Regions from separate parts of the Mus musculus genome. Here region 1 is linked to region 2. A link is a contact called in public HiChIP or PLAC-seq data. All regions are on one chromosome and are shown on one strand. Each heading gives the region's core, a stretch centred on a gene start, on an enhancer-like site or on the middle of the called end of the contact. The rest is flanking DNA. Distances are from core to core; before and after follow the strand shown.

Region 1 (2,700 bases), core at 109-2,608, 36 kb before region 2:
TCCAACTAGACTTAAGGCCTGCTCGGACAGAGGGCAATCAATTCCTGATACAGGAAACCTAGCCACCTCCCCAGGCTGGTGAAGTTATGGATCTTCCTGTAACTGCCACTTTATTAAATATCTGTCCTGTGTCGTCCTCACCCTCATCAAGGAAACGTCTCTTTGCAAGCTGGAAACAATTCTAGAAAACCACAACCAACCAAAATGCAGAGTTGTTGGACCCAATGCCAAAGGGTGCAACTCCAACCCCGCTCCCACACCTAAGGCTCAGGGATCGTGTGGGAGACGGGAGGAAAGGCTGTAGAAGCCGGAGGGCCAGGCGGTTTGCCATAAGATTGTGTCAGAGTCAGAAGCTACCTTCATGAAGACTCACCGGCATGACTGTCTAAGCATGAGTTCAACAAGGACAGCAACAGACATGCTAATGCGGACAGGGGAAAGCCCAGGAGGCCCCAACCCTACACACAGAACAACAGGCAGCTAAAGGATGCTGAGTGTGGGAGAAACAGTCTTCCCCAGGGAAGAGCTCACCAAGTGGTCAGCCCCGAAAATCTACAGACATTATCCAGACTGAGCATGGTATCCTTATATTAAGGTGTCTGTGTGTGTGTGTGTGTGTGTGTGTGTGTGTGTGTGTGTGTGGACAGACAGACAGATGCACTAATACATAAACACATAGACACATATACACCAATTTATGAAGAAAGAAGCCATGAATTTGGAAAGGAGTAAGGACTGGAACATGGGAGAGTTTAGAGGGAGGACAGGGAGGAGATAAATGACGTAACTGTATTATAATCTCAAAAACTAAAAAGTTAAAAAAAAAATACAACTCCTAAAAATGAATTCTTTGCCTAGACTATAACTGTGCTAATATTCAGCATTTCCAGGACTTGGTGTGATCAGAGGCTGTAATAACTCCCAGTTCTTCCTGCTAGCAGACACCTGCAGACCCGAGGCAGCATGGGAAGGCAGAGTGCTGCTGCTGCTGCGGCTGCTGCTCACACTTCTCACCACAGAGGAGCCAGCGGTCTTCTGAAGGCCTCTGTCATCCCAAGGCACAGCAGGGCAGAGTGGAAACACAGCTCACCCCCCAAAACTGTTTTTTTCCAAAGTCTTTCTATGCTACTGTTCTCTCAAAAATGTTATTAATACTAATGACTTCAAAGTTAAGGCTTTTGTACAATATAGGATTTGTGGTTTGGGGTTTGCTTTCATGAACTAAACCTGTCACTCCAAAGGCTTCTGTGAGACACAGAACCATGTTTACACTGCATGGCCCCTCCTAATGGAGAGCCATGGTATCCCATCATACAAGATTAAAGCAGAAACACCTCGCTGGGCTGTGCCTGTCGCATGAGTTGACAGCTGGCTGGCTGCCCACGGGAAGAGCGCAGGACAGAGAAGCACTTCAACACTACAGTATTGTTGTTCCTGTTCTTACCTGGTAGCAGGGGCTCTACTCACCTGATTAAAGTAACAGTGTAACAGGCACGCATTCAGGTAAGAAGCTGACTGAACCAGTTTGAAAAATCTCACAAAATTATTGCTGTTCAATGCAGCAAAAGCCTGGACAGCGAAGTTCACCTCTGGGGAGTTCCTAACGTCAGGGTGGAACTGCTGCACTTCTCTGTAAGTTAGGAAGGCAGAGGGTCAGGACACTGGTCTTAATCAATCTGATAATAACTGGGTTTCAGCAGTCCTGTGACAGCAAGTCTGACACAAACCACTAAAGTCTAAGCTCTATAACCAGAGCTGCCATCCTCACACTCAGCAGGTACTCTACAGTCTTCATCCGTCTGTTCATCTGTCCGTCCATTTGTCCATCTATCATCTATCCACCCATCCACCCACCCACCCACCCAGCCATCCATCCATCCATCCATTCACTTGAGACAGAATCTTCTGTATCCTAGGTGAAATTCAAGTTCACTCTGTAGTCACAAGGATGGCTTTGAACTTCTAATAGGTTTACATGTGTGGTTTTAAAAGTGTTTCTTTAAAGAGATAATAAGCTGTGGGGCTGGAAGGATGGCTCAAAGGTTAAAAGCACTTGCTTCTCCTGCAAAGGAGCCAAGTTAGACTGCTAGCACCCATGTCAGGTGGCTCACAGCTGCCTGCAACTTCAGCTCCAGGATACCAGACACCCTCTTCCAGCCCTGACAGGACCCTGCATTCATTTCCACATGTGCACACACAGACACATACTATACACAATTAAAAACAATACTAAATGAAAATCTTAAAAAGATAATAAACAGCTGGGCATGGTGGCATGTGCCTTTAAACCCAGTCTGAGCTACAGAATAAGTTCAAGGACAGCTAAGGCTACACAGAGAAGCCCTGTCTCAAAGAAACAAAATAAATAAATAAATAAAATGACAAATTAAAAGGATGATAAACAAGTAAGGAATAATTTAGCCGACTGATTGGCAGCTGTTAGCAAAACAGCAGAACAGAAAACATAACTGTGTGTATTTATGTGCACCCACATATGTACACAGGTGGCCAAAGGATGTTTGGCATCTTCCTGAATCGCTTTCCATGTTAGTTTCCCTGTATTTCTCACCTATAGATCTACTGAAATGTCAGGTCTGCATTTCAAATCCATTCACTCCAGTAACTGATCTACTCTGATTTCATTTAACCCATCCTTCTAGTATTTCTAACAAAGCAGTCTGAAAGCTGAACTGCCAACAA
Region 2 (2,700 bases), core at 58-2,557:
GACGATGCTACCTGGAGGAAACCTTAAGGTGATGCTCTGCAGAGACACAACACAGTAGGACATCCTGATGCACAGCACAGAGTATCCTGATAGGACTCCAAGTGTTTCCCTACTGGGGCCCAATGGGGACACAGTGATGGGAACCAAGATAGACGATCTGATGGTCCACAAGAGGGCTCTCTTATGAGTCCCAAGGATTACCCTGAAGATCCTGAGAGAGAGATGCTCTGGACAGATTGCTGAGTAGCAATCCTTGCAGAGACTACCCTCAGGGCCTATCCAGGGCCACCTGGGCCCTGAATTTGGGATTCTGGGGTTTGGTAATAGATAGCAACAGGGGGCTGGAGAGATAACTCAGTGGTTAAGAGCATGGACTGCTCTTCCAAAGGTCCTGAGTTCAAATCCCAGCAACCACATGGTGGCTCACAACCATCTGTAACGAGATCTGATGCTCTCTTCTGGAGTGTCTGAAGACAGCTACAGTGTACTCACATATAATAAATAGATAATTTTTTAAAAATAGATAGCCATAGAAGAAGAGCAATGCAGGCAGAGTGTACAGAGCTTCTACGCTATCTCCCCGGGGTAAGCGGGGGATAGCTAGCCCATGGGAACTATGCTTAGTTGTGTGCACAGGCAGGTACGCTGCTGATCGTAAATCACTCCAAATTTCATCGATGGTTGCAAAGATGGAGAAGACTGGGCATGGCCAGCTTTTTCCCCGGGAAGTTGGGCTCAGTCTCCACAGTAAGGAGTATCCCTTTAAACACTGGAGCCTGAAGGTGCAGGAGCTCTGTAGGGCCATGCCCTAGAAGTACACTTGCTGGTGGGCACAGACTGCCTCCTGACTTTGGAAACTGCTAGAAAACACACACACACACACACACACACACACACACACACACACACAAAGCATACAAGAAGCCATAGCTGTTCATTAGGAAGCCAGACGCAGGGAAAGGGTTTGCAGGGTCTAGAAGCAGGGACTTCTCCTGGCTGTCTGCAGAGGAGGGAGATTTGAGTGAAGCAAGGGATTAACAACAGTAGTGGAGAGGCTCTGTTTTACCTGTTCCAGGAGTTGTAACCTCAGCCGGGTCATCTGATCTGCCATCGAGGAGTCCAACGTCATGACAACTGAATAAGGGGCCTGCAGAGAAGTAGGAGACTGAAAGTCCTCACTCTGCCTTGGCCCTTCGTTATGTATAACAAAGAGCCCCCTCAGGGATCATGGTGCCTCAAGACAGGTAAATGGGAGACTGACTGGTCCCTTCCCTGGACCACAGTGCCAGAGCCTGCCCTGAAGTCTGTGACAGTTGCTAGCCTGTGAGGAAGGGAGGTCCTGGGTTGCCAGGACACCTCTGAGAGTCCTTTCTTGGCTCTGTGTCCCCAAATGGGTCACCTGTAAACACTGACTCACGGGTGTTGCCAGGCACGGATCAGTGGGGAGGTAAAAGGCCAGGGAGACAATACTTCAGATTCCTCCAGATGCCGCTTACCCCGGGGAGATAGTGTAGAAGACTCCTGGAGGACTCCTCATTGCCCCTAGACCTACACCACACCATTCTGGTCACTTGCCACTGCCTCTAGGACACTCTTGTCCTTCCTTGAAACCCTCAAAGTAAAAAGGCAGTGTGGCTGGATACCTAGGAGACCATCAGACAGGAGCTCCCTGAGGGTTTCAGGAAACTCTTTGTGGCAGAGACTTTGGCCAGAGAGGGGTCAAAGGCAGTGCCTAAGGGGACCCTGGGACAGAGAGTGCACTGGCATAGAGAACACAGACAGGAATTTAAAAGGGGGGGGGAATATATGGGGTTGAGATTCTAAACCAGATGGGATGTAAGTCAATCACCCTATGAACTTATGAAACAACCAGGGTAGGGTCGACACCCTGGAGCCTAGGTAACCCTGGAAATTGCAACAGATCAAACGGGAGTTAGAGGGACATATGTAGACAAGGAAAGCAACAGCAGACTCCCTGAGATGGTGGCTACTTGGTCCCAGAAGGCATTGCTAGGAGAGATAGCAAAGCCTGGGACTGGGTATCTAAACAGGGCCAATAAAGGAAAGGGGACGCTGTGCTCAGCTGGGACACTGATGATGTTTTCTCTCGGTTTGACTGGGCTTTCTGGGAATTAATGCTTTTCTTATCATGCAGTATTGAAGGTACGATCTATCAACACAGCTTACCCCTGCGATGCTGACCCTGGCTCCCTGGCCTAGAAGGAGCTAACTGGCTTCTCTGTTGTGAAATGCCTGTCCTCGTCCTGTCCTCTTTGGTAGGCAGTTGCTAGGGGCAGTAAATGTTTACAGGGTAGGGAGCACATGAGAGAATATCTGTGTTCCTTACGTCGATGGCTTTTAGTACTAAAAATAAATTGAAATAAGATCCAAGAACTACACTTACAGAGTTTCTCTCGAGATTCCATGCCAAGAACTTTCTGAGGATGTTGGCACAGGCGAGCTGGGCACGTGCCAGTTGTAAGAAATTGAACTGCATAAAACCTGAGACTCAGGTATGACTCTGGGCTCTGGTGGTTCTCGGGAAGTCTGATCTTGCTATCTTTCTGGCCCCTTCATCTAAGGAGCCTAGCTCCCTCTCTTGTTTGCACAAAACACCCAATTCTGAATCCGGGACTCAAGAAGTCTCAACTCGCCAGAGAGGACCGTAAACCCACGGAGGAATGCTACTTTGTGGCAATG

Evidence for each region. HiChIP or PLAC-seq counts read pairs in DNA pulled down with a chosen protein or histone mark.
Region 1: an H3K27ac HiChIP or PLAC-seq map of heart atrium shows a contact between it and region 2, with 8 read pairs. The contact joins the enhancer-like site here to the promoter of 2610028H24Rik in region 2. A contact is called at or near these places in 7 of 39 promoter capture datasets (embryonic stem cells, frontonasal cranial neural crest, hippocampal neurons and 3 more), 12 of 484 Hi-C or Micro-C datasets (CD4 T cells, CD8 T cells, differentiating embryonic stem cells and 4 more), 11 of 115 datasets of contacts at active chromatin or transcription factors (bone marrow-derived dendritic cells, embryonic stem cells, extraembryonic endoderm stem cells and 3 more) and 4 of 9 other capture datasets (adipose tissue, embryonic stem cells, liver and 1 more).

Annotation. Positions count from the first base shown.
Region 1 is chr10:76,483,584-76,486,283 of GRCm38.p6, reverse strand. It overlaps Mcm3ap (minichromosome maintenance complex component 3 associated protein), which reads right to left. Exons shown (of 29, transcript NM_019434.3): 10 at 1,468-1,630. Among named protein-coding and RNA genes, the nearest start is that of Ybey, 16 kb to the right of the region's middle. Within about 2 kb of position 1,358, at least 1 of the 459 cell types and tissues checked has an H3K27ac peak or open chromatin away from gene starts, as enhancers often do. A contact at or near this core is called in heart atrium, where this site is marked.
Region 2 is chr10:76,447,688-76,450,387 of GRCm38.p6, reverse strand. It overlaps 2610028H24Rik (RIKEN cDNA 2610028H24 gene), which reads right to left and starts at 1,307. Exons shown (of 8, transcript NM_029816.2): 1 at 1,067-1,307. The coding sequence starts at 1,129.